Regions from separate parts of the Mus musculus genome. Here all the other regions are linked to region 1. A link is a contact called in public HiChIP or PLAC-seq data. All regions are on one chromosome and are shown on one strand. The core of a region is the stretch at or near the end of the contact, and the rest is flanking DNA. Distances in the headings are between cores, read along the strand shown.

Region 1 (3,549 bases), core at 961-3,460:
TGTTCTCAGTACAGGAGCCATAAGTGACAGTAGGGACATGCCTAGGCAATGGGGGATGGGCAGTGGAAAGTAAGTATGAGAAAGTACTGCCGAGACAACAAGATAAAACACCTAGAATGCAGCTCAACTTCAAGAGAAGATGGAAAGCTATCTTTTCCCAGACTCAACCATGCTGAAGAGTTCAAAAGGAAAACAGAGAATTGGTAGATTGAAAATGAAGAAAACATCGAAGGAAGCAGACATACAAATGTATGCTTGTTGGTCACGCTCCCACCCCACTCCAATTAACATTTGTAAAAGCTAGATTAATGGTGGCCCATTTATATGGATGCATTTACTGTCCTGTGGATTTCTCCTACATCAATATTAACAAATTTAACAGTAATAGATGACCGAAAAGAAATGACTGAATTCTGAGATTGAGCAAGCTTTTTTCCACTTAGCTCAGACCACTGAAAGATGAGCCCTATGTGAGAAATGGAAAGGGTAAAGAAACAGTATGTATCAAAAACAAAAGATAAGTTTAAAATTTTCTATCAAGAGCTATTCTTTGTCAAGGGCATGCTAGATTCTTTGGAGTCAAGTTTAGTCTCTCTCTCTCTCTCTCTTTCTCTCTCTCTCTCTCTCTCTCTCTCTCTCTCTCTCTCACACACACACACACACACACACACACACACACACACACACACACACAGAAGTGTAACAACACTTCTCATAACACAAACTACAAGAAAATGGAGTTATAGCAATCCTTTTAACCTGAAAGTGTGCTCCAGAAAACAGGTATCGTTGGCCAAAGCAGCTCAGTTCAAATCTCAAGAGCCCTAGATACGAGGAGCCAGAAATTCTTAGAAGGAACACAGTCTGTAGGACGCAGGGATTATACCAGCTAGAAAAGTGAATGAAAACTGATAGCTCCCTTGACTTCTGTTTGTCAAGGAGATTGTCACTGTTGACAGGGATGGCTGGCCCTGGGGAAAATGGGCAAGATAAAACTTGACAGAAACACTTGGGAGGAAATTTGACACTAGTAAAAACCACAGGTGTGAGTGAAACCACTCAGTAAAAGTTGGGTTGTTTTTCAGGGTCTGATGTTCTACGCAGTTCTAGTTCAAATTTAGAAGTTTGAGTGAACCATGTGGGGATGTTAAAACACAGAAGGCATTCCCCAGAGCCAGCAGAAGCATTGTACAATCACTACTCTCAGGGTACTCTCTAAGCTATTTAGGTTTGCTGAATGCACAAACAGCTCAGTGTTTTTAAGGGAAACACCCTGAAGCAGATAATAACTTGATCTCCGGGCACACTGAGCCCAGGGTTGTGTCCCAGAACCACTGTTTATTAGTTTGACTTCTCATAATTTCATTTTCTATGCCCCGGACTTCTAATTTTAATTGGAGATAATATTTCTATCTGATGGAAAGGATAATTGGAGAATCAAAGGAGACAATGAATGCGTTTAATGTTTGCTATGGTGCCTGGCACGTGGGAAGAGCTTCTTGAATCTTAGATATGGGTTTTATATTGATAGAATCATACAATAGCAACACTAATAAGAACAAACTTTTAAAGCCAAGCCAACATTTTTTTGACATAGGCTCTTACTAAGTAGCCCAGGCTAGCCTTGAAATCTTAAGGGCTGGGATTAAAGATTAGTTTCTTGAAATCTGCACCTGAACAAAGAAGAGATACTCTGATCTCCAAGAAAGATAAATGAAAATCTTCGTTTTTGTTTGTTTGTTTTTTCCTCCTCCCTCCCTCCATTCCTTTCCTTGTCACTCTTGGTTGTTCTCTGATAAGCTCCTTGTACCCTACACCTATGTTTCAGAGCCTGTAAGCAATCTTGAGTACCCTACTGCTGGCTTCTACTGGTCTCCACACTGCCCTTGCTTGAAAGGGATTTATTCACTATGTTCACAAGAGACATGGATCATGGTTCAGAGAGAAAGAGATTGAGAGAGGGAGAGAGAGAGGGAGAGAGAGGGAGAGAGAGAGAGGGAGGGAGAGAGAGAGAGAGAGAGAGAGAGAGAGAGGGAGAGAGAGAGAAAGCATATTGCTTTATTATTTTACAAGCAGGCTTACAATAGCACCCTCTATTTATAAGTAACATTAGGCTCTTTGTTTCTTGCTTACCTCCTTTAGCAGAGTAAGCAAGGCAAAGCAGGCCACTTTCTAGTAGATTGTGAGAAGATAGACAGCAGCATTAGCTTCACTGTGGGTTTGATGTGGAGAACAGAGTCAAAAGGAGATATTCTTGTGGGTTTCTATATGACTGAGAGGCAGCAAAGCTCTTGCTGTGGCAGCCGATTAAAACGAATGACATTCTGATCACCAAATGTTAATAGGTCCAAGTGGAAGTGTGGTGACCAAAGTTGAGTCATAACTTGAAAGGAAACCAGTCTTACCCATGTTTTTTTTTTTTTTTTTTTTTTGTTCTTTAGTGAAGACCCTTACTAAGCTCTTTGAAGACCATGGCTTTCTACAAAGGAGCAGCACAGCTACCGTTGGTCACAGCAAGTGGCTCTTCACACTCTTCAGTCTGAACAAGAACCAGTTATGAGAAGCTAGGGTTTTACTTACTTTTGGTGTGGTTAGCATTGGTGGGAAGGCAACTTACTGGTCTCTCCATTTATTAACATCATTGATCTTTGGGGTTTTCTATTGTTGGTCTGGCTAGCTTGGTTAAGGCTAACATCCTTTTGCCACGGAGAGTCTTGCAAAGTTCCTCCTCATCTGGCCTGTGGCTGAGCGAGGGGCTCTTCTGAGCCTCTTTGAAACCTATTTGGAACATTCCTAAACAGCAAAACTTAGACTGTTAAGTGATTTTTTTTTAGGGTACTTAATTATGGAGACCTCTGTCCTAATGCTTGAATTTGCATCTTTGTCCTCGATTTTTTTTCTTTAGGGGAACTCTAATATCTATTCCAGAATAGATATTCAACTTGGATTGATTATAATTGGGGAGGGATTGGATTTTATCTGGAACATGAAATAAACAATTCCTAACACTTCTTTATCAAAAACTACACAAAAGAGTGTTCATATTTTCATGTCAGAACAAACCTGTTACTCTAAAGTTTTGATATTATTTCTCAAAATTTTCATACCTGCTATTGTTCATATGTAAAGAAGCACCCAATGTTCTGTTTCAGTTAGTCTGCAGAGTGAAACAACATTTATAACACCCACTTTCATTGTTTATTAGAAAGTTAAAAGCCACAGTTCAGTGTAGGATGGGAAACAAGGAATTGTCTCTGAGTTCCTCTGTGGAGCTTCTGGCTTGTGCCCTCACAGCTCAGAAGCACTTCTCATCCTTCATATAGAGACTATTCTGTTTAGAAGTTGGTAAGTACACGTGTAGCTGCTTCTTTCCAGGAATACTTACTCCTTTCTTGCCACTCTCCAGACAGTAAGCTAATTTCTCAGAGTGAAACACAAGGAAACACCACCACTCAGTACACCCTGCATGCTTTCTACTGTGAGAAGGTATACCAGAAGCCAGCCTCCAGAGATCTGCTGAGCACAGTCTTTAAACGAGGTGACAGCTCA
Region 2 (3,539 bases), core at 88-2,587, 280 kb before region 1:
TAGCTACTGAGACTGTCCCTGTGGTCTCTCTGTAAGACCTGCTATCACTGGACCAGACAAGGAAGACACACAGGCCAGGCTGGACGACAGGATCTGGAAACTTTTCCATTTTACAGTTTGACTCAAACAACAGAAATGAATTTTCTCTTTATTCTGGAGGCAGGAAGTTTAACACTTGAGGTTAACAGGTTTGCTTTCCCCTGAGGCCTCTCTCTCGTCTTGCAGATGGTGTCTTACTGCGTCTCATGTTTTTTCTCTCTCTAGTCCCCTTGTCTATTCAGGCGAGTAAGACCTAAGGCGAGGGGCTACAGGACTTGGAGTAGGAGGTGCTTAACTTCAACTTCCTTAAACTGGGCCAATCCTATCCAGATTCCCATCAGCCTTCTAGTCTGCTTCTTAGGCAAGGCTCATGCTGTGGTAGGCTTGCGTGTGGGAATGTGACAGGATTTATTTAGTTCAGGAACTTGGAAAGTCGCTCCCTCCCCAGTGTGCCTTTCCTTTTGCCTTGACACGCTTTCTCCTAGCTATGCTCTCTCGCCTGGTTTTACTCATTCTATGACACCCCACCTCTGCCTGAACCATGTAAGTAGGTCAGCAGTCCTAAGGAAGGGTCTGGTGCACTAGGTCACCTTCAGTTCTTGGTGTGACCTGGAGCTTAATTTCACCAAGCCGTGCTTACGGTAATCAGATAACACTAAAGGTATCATCTCACTGTCTAAGCCGCCCCCGGAGCCCCTTAATTTCACAAATTAAGAAGAAGAACAGCCAGGCCAAATAATTTACGCAGGGTCACACAGCAGCTAATAAATGGTAGACCTAAATATAGAATTAACATTTGAGGCCCAGGGCCCCAGACTTCTTTGGAAAGATGGAAATAGGCTCTGGATCCTGAAAGCTCAGGAGCTGAGAGTCAGAGACCGCATCTGAACCTTCTTCATGGCTTTCTCTGGGGGGTGTGGCCTCCCTCCAGCTCAACTGACCCAAAATAGGCATTTTAAACACCATCTCTCAGAGTCTCTGCTGATACCCAAACAACTTAGCGTCAACCACAGGGGCTTTGGGTTTCCCCAGCCTTGCTTGGCGGTCCGGGATCCCCTCTGAAGATCCCCACATCTCATCTATAAGGAAACTAGAAATCGGGAACTGCGGTTTTGGGAACCGAGAATCTCAAGAGCACTGGCCACAGACAGGCCTGTGGTGTGGGCTCCCTCAGCCCAGCTTCGAGGAGACTTATAGGTCGGTGTGGGATGAGCCTGCAGAACCCACGTGTGAGACACAGCTCCACACCAGGCTGGCATGGCTCAGGGACAGAGGTACCTGCATCTCCAGAACTTAGCCTGCAAACTAGGACTCCTGACTGCTCCCCCACCTCCTCCGCAGCAAGGAGCACTGGTCTGGCAGTCACCCTGACTTCTTGTCGCCACCACTTTTAAAAATGAGGAAGTTGAGTAGTAACCGGTTTTACTTTGTGGAATCACGAATTCTCAGGAACGGTTGGTTAGCTAACAGGGATCCTGAAAACGTAATTGCTCATCGAGTGGACTTCTAGGAAAATGTGAAGGTTAAAAAACTTGAAAATTCTGATGATTTTTTTTTTTTTTTTTTTTTTTTTTTTTTACCGTGATGAGTCAGTTAAACCCTTTGCTTGCCGCTGGCGGCTGCCCCTGCCCGTACAACAAAGGGACCAGTCAATGAAGGTTTCTTTGATGGTTCTGTTTGGAAACCCAAAGGCAAGCAGCCAGTGCTTTTCAGTCACAAATTAGAGTTTCAATTTGAGTTCACCTTAATTACCTTAAAAATGTAAACATTTGTCTCACACCGAAGTTGTTTCTCAAGCAACACCTTTAGATATGTTAATTCACTGATCCATTAAAACAAACACAAATCTCTTTTTTTCCTTATCAACTCACTCTTTTGCCTTTTTTTTTGTTTTGTTTTGTTTTTTAAAGAAGGGGTTGATTTTTTAAAATGAATTCTGAAGAAAATGTAATTAATATGTTTGGCAACACTGGTAAAATATAATAGATATAATAGTGCGATGGGGAGAAAGACAGAGTTTTAGTTCCCTTTCTTGCTCCATTACTCACTTACTTGATGTGGCCTCTGACAAGTCCCTTCAGTGTCCTGAGCCTCAGGCTCTCTCCATCTGTAACAAGGGGGATGACTTACCATCTCCATGCCTCCTGGGGGTGTTGTAAGGGTTAACGAGATATGTGATCACTGCTTTGATTCTAGGGTGAATGACCCTGTACAAATAAAGCATGATTATATATCAGATTCATCTTTGATTCATCCGAATAAGTGGGCCTCCCCTTATTAACTCTCTTCCTGTTAAAATTTCAAAATTGGACTGTCTGGTTTTTAAGTAGGCAGTGTGGTGGCATTCGATACTTGATACCCTTTGTGAAAGTCCTCCACAAGTTATATTACCCCATGAAGGGAGAGGTTCTGTTTGATTGCTTTTCTCATTGTGCTACCCAATGTCTCTATCTATTCAAGTTTAATCAACATTTTTTCTTTCCAGGGAATTACAAGAGTGCAGGGGTGCATGCCGAGCTGTATGGTGTAGCTCTAGCATGTTCTAGTTGAATTCCATCTATGGCTTATAATGACTCACTGAGATGTGTACGTTGTCATTACCATAGACACAGAATGCAGGCAGAGGGATTTTCATTTAATTAATGGGTAAAACAGGGAAGACCTAGAACGGAAGAAGCAACCTCAGAGTAGTGTCAGGCGTCAGGGTCATTTGTAGCAAGAGAGGTGCTTCTTTGAAACTTCTGATGGCAATCTTTGGTCAGAGACTTTTTTGCAACATTGTCTAGCAGGTATGGGATTTACCATCTGTGTTGTTGTCTTCACCAGGCCAAACTGAAGTGATGGACTAGGGAAATTTTACTTAATGGCAAAAGATGGGGCTCAGAATTGGCCCAACATTGAAAACCCCTATTACTACCCTTTCAAGAAAAGAACCAACTTCCTACTACGCTAAAAGAAAAGAACCAACAGAAGCTTTTGTGGGGTCACCAGCTGATTTTTAGAAGTTTCCCAAAGGGTAAAATCTTAAGGGGTATAAAGAACTGAGCTAGACTGCTTTCAGGTATTGAACTGATTCCTTCCTGTAGCCAAGGCCTTGGAGTTCATGCTGACATTTTCTAAAGTATGCTATATTTGAATAACAATCCTGCAGATTTTAGAGAAGATTGTAGAGGAAACTGCAACCCGATACAATATAGCCAGTAGAAAATTGCAACATTAGAGGAGTTTCTAGCCATCACATAACAAAGAGATCACACACCCTTACTAGTGAGGGAGAAAGAGAAGCTTTGCGTTATTAGACCTCTTTTTCATGAAACAAACAAAACAGAAAGATCCTTTATTCATCCCCGGGAATATTATCTACCAAATTATAACTCATAATTCTGGAGAGAGGGAAAAGGAACAAACCAGAAAAGACCGTCTTATCTTCTGCTTGTAGACAGACCGGAGGCTGCAGACTGCTTTAGAAGTGGATGACGCATGCGCAGTGGAGTGTTATG
Region 3 (3,449 bases), core at 67-2,566, 340 kb before region 1:
CAGCTCCAAAATCCCCAGCCAAAGAGACGAACAGTATTACACAGAGGAAGGACTAAATGGTTACTATGCCCATGTTAACTTCAAAAGATGAGTTACAGCTCTGCTAGAAATTTTGTCATTGTGAATAATTTAAAATGACTCACATGGTTTCCTTTCGACATTCTCTGCATTGATATCTGAAAAGTAAGTTATTAAAAAGAAAAAAAAATCAATGTTGTGCAGGAAGCCACTATATTTCCTTTCAAATTCAGGAGCTTGAACACTCAGACACAGAGTTAGTCAGACAGACACAGACACACACACACACACCTGCCTACTGATTTATATTTCATTTACTATGTATCCCAAGTCAACAATTGCGGTGAAAAATCAATTCCACTGCTTCCTGTCAGGGTTACAAGAACAGCCCTTCCATGAACATAGTTGGCAGGTGTATGAGACAAAAAGCATTCCTCTTCCTCTTCTTCTTCTTCTTCTTCTTCTTCTTCTTCTTCTTCTTCTTCTTCTTCTTCTTCTTCTTCTTCTTCTTTCTTCTTCTCCTTCTTCTTCTTCGTACCAACACAACATGAACGACAGCGTTTGGCCATGCTCTTTTCTCTAACTCAGTCATAAAAATTCTTGAGGTTCTTAACCTTACTGGAAAAGAAAACCTCAGATGACTATAAAGTAAATACACAGCATATTCCCAATATCATGGCCATCTTCAAGCAATTTCTCACACTTAGAATGCATTTATTTTTATATGAAGCAGATGCATGTCTTTGGGGCAAACCATGCCTTTTATTCTTATGTTGTGAAAGTCCCTTCTAATTAAAACAGGAAATACAAATTTCCTTGTCTAGTTCTAAGGATAAATCCCACTTAGCACGAGCAGCTGTCTGCAATTTCGGATGAACACTTTCTGGCTATTCTGAATGGACACTGCTGAATTCCTCTTTGGAGCACTTTGTATCCACATCCATTGTCCCAGGCGGCCCTTGCATACCTCCGGATCCTTCTCAAACAGAAGCCAAGCTGTAGCTTTCAAAACTGGAACTACAGAGTAGAGGTAGACTATGTTTCGGAGGAGGTTGTGGTAAGTTAAAAAACAAAACAAAAAACCCCGCTAAACTGTAAAATGAGGAGTCACTTAAGGAAGGCTTGGGGTTGAATGCGGGAGAGAATGACCACGCACTTCTTTTAAACACAGTTCTTCTGTAAAAGCTTTGTATTGCAGCTCAAATTGCAATTAGGAAGAATCTGGTCCCACCCTTCTAATTAAAAAGCACAAGTAGTTCCTTTACTGACCACAACAAAGGGCAGGCAGACACACACCCACTTCCTCCGGGGGAGCTTCTCTGGTTGGAGCTTCCAGGCGGCTTGTGTGTGGCTGATCAACAGGCTACAAGGTCTATCGAAATGCTACCCACTGCAGTGGGGTTTACGCTATTGTAAAAGCTAGATTAATATTATTACTAATTGCATAGGAATAGCCAGCTAGGAGCTGGGGAATGGGACTCAGTGCTAGTGTGCTTGCTTGCTTGGCATTCATGGGGCCCTGAGCTCCACCCCTACTGCCCCTTCCCCCAAAAGAAAGATGGCCGCTTAGCTTAGTTTACTTGCCCAGGAGAGACAAGAAGTGGCTACAACCAGAAGGCCAGCACAGCTCCTTTTAGAGAAGGATTCTGTATGCTCGAGTTCGTCTTGTGCCCACATCTATGTACCCTTCCGATTCCCAGCTGTGGCCTCCCACATGAAGCCTGGAGTAGGAGGCCCCGTATCCCAGGTCTGTGTGGTTAACAGAGGCTTGTGTTTCAATAGTGGAGTGAAACTACTTTCATAGATTCATCTGTAAGGAATTAGGAGACGAGAATTTCTAAGTTGAAAGTGTTCTCTTTTAACCTTAAATACCTCCAATTCTACTATCTGAAGCAATGTTTTTTTTTTTTGTTTTTTTGTTTTTTAAAACTGAAATGTTCCTATGAGCTCTCAATGCTTTTATTTGAACTCTGCAGCAAGGGTCTCATTACTTAGATTCAGGTTTACTGAAACTGACAGTGATACATTGAAACAACAGCAAGGCTTAAGGCTGATTCGAGTCTCAAAATCCAGTTAAGGGCCAGGACTTATAACCAGGAGTCTCCACAAATGCAGCAAGAAAGTTAATAAACACTACCTTTTTTTTTTTTTTCAACTGCAGCAATAAATTGTTCAGTTGGTGAAACGTCTTCAAGTTCTTCTCAAAATACCTTGGGAACTGTTTAATTAGCAAACTCTTACAACACTCAACAAATAGAAATTGGCAAGTTAAGGAGACACAAGGTCCCTCAAGCATTAACTGTGCTGATAATCTAATCCAAAGGCTTTTCAAAGGGACACGTAGTTCATTCTTCTTTCCCCGCCCCGGCCCAAGGTGGGGACACTCAAAGGAAAATCATTTTCCCTTAAAGTGTTCCAACAGTAAATAAAATATAAGAGGAGTTTCGATGATAGTTATAACCATGTATCAGGCTTCACTGCGATTAATATTATGTTTCCTGTGCACATACTGTAGGACTCGCATGGGCCCTCCCTAAGCAATGGCTGCATTTGCTTTGCAGAAAGATAATTCAAAGAAAACACTCCTTTAAGAAGTCTTCCTTTTGTTTCACTGAGCTGCAAGTAGGGCAACGTTTCTGATAATGCAGATATCTATTCATGATCAGCCTCCCACCTGATACTAGGACAGCTCAGGTAGCGGTGTGGCAGGGACTCTTAGCTATTAAACAGTCTTAGGGCAAAGCTCTGCAGTATGTTTTCGAGCCGGAGGTTGTGGTGGGTACGATAACATTTCTCTCCCCAGTGATGATGATACTTAGGGGAGGGTAATCTCTTTGGGAATGACAAGCCAAGCCTAACCCATTAATTATAGAGGACCCTGAAGTGGGATGTGCTCTGTATGAATGCTTTCCTTTCTCAGCTCATATAGTCTTGGGTAGGGCATAGGTTTGAGGGCTAGTCAAGTGCTGAAAGCTATGTCCCGGTCCCCAAAGCAGTATGTGTCATTTCAAAATGCACCAGTTCCAAGTGAGGGAGGGATTGCCAGTGTCTGTGATTTCTTACACCATTTTAAAGTGCCCAGAACTCTTCTCACCATGGTTAGACACAACGACAACGTGTTCTAATAACGATCTGAAGAACGTTCTTGCTGAAGGAATATTCATGAAGGAATCTAGTCTCATAAAGACAAAGGAAATCAGGCCTTTTCTTGGCCTAGGGAAGTTTGAAGTGCATGGAACAAAGTTGTTTTTCCTTCTTGGAAAGCCCAGTTGTGGCTCATTACAGTCACCATGCAATAACTGGGTAAGCTAAGCTGAACAAGGCTGTTCTTAGTTCTACCTGAACCAGTGGAGTATGAGTCCTTAAATTCTCAAGGATTACACATTGATCTGACAGTCATCTTCTTAGCTTGACGTGTCCCGGTGTTCGTT

The links. HiChIP or PLAC-seq counts read pairs in DNA pulled down with a chosen protein or histone mark.
Region 2: a contact with region 1 is called in a BATF HiChIP or PLAC-seq map of CD8 T cells, with 20 read pairs. The contact joins two enhancer-like sites. A contact is called at or near these places in 4 of 39 promoter capture datasets (the 3T3-L1 cell line, the C10 cell line, liver and 1 more), 2 of 484 Hi-C or Micro-C datasets (B cells and natural killer cells), 2 of 115 datasets of contacts at active chromatin or transcription factors (CD8 T cells and effector CD8 T cells) and 1 of 9 other capture datasets (adipose tissue).
Region 3: a contact with region 1 is called in a BATF HiChIP or PLAC-seq map of CD8 T cells, with 10 read pairs. The contact joins two enhancer-like sites. A contact is called at or near these places in 2 of 484 Hi-C or Micro-C datasets (Th1 cells and bone marrow-derived macrophages) and 2 of 115 datasets of contacts at active chromatin or transcription factors (CD8 T cells and effector CD8 T cells).

Annotation. Positions count from the first base shown.
Region 1 is chr10:44,819,546-44,823,094 of GRCm38.p6, forward strand. No RefSeq gene overlaps it. Among named protein-coding and RNA genes, the nearest start is that of 4930431F10Rik, 82 kb to the left of the region's middle. Within about 2 kb of position 2,211, at least 13 of the 459 cell types and tissues checked have an H3K27ac peak or open chromatin away from gene starts, as enhancers often do. A contact at or near this core is called in CD8 T cells and effector CD8 T cells, where this site is marked.
Region 2 is chr10:44,537,869-44,541,407 of GRCm38.p6, forward strand. No RefSeq gene overlaps it. Among named protein-coding and RNA genes, the nearest start is that of Gm35154, 59 kb to the right of the region's middle. Within about 2 kb of position 1,338, at least 71 of the 459 cell types and tissues checked have an H3K27ac peak or open chromatin away from gene starts, as enhancers often do. A contact at or near this core is called in CD8 T cells, where this site is marked.
Region 3 is chr10:44,482,000-44,485,448 of GRCm38.p6, forward strand. It overlaps a transcript of Prdm1 not described here. Among named protein-coding and RNA genes, the nearest start is that of Prdm1, 25 kb to the left of the region's middle. Within about 2 kb of position 1,317, at least 35 of the 459 cell types and tissues checked have an H3K27ac peak or open chromatin away from gene starts, as enhancers often do. A contact at or near this core is called in CD8 T cells and effector CD8 T cells, where this site is marked.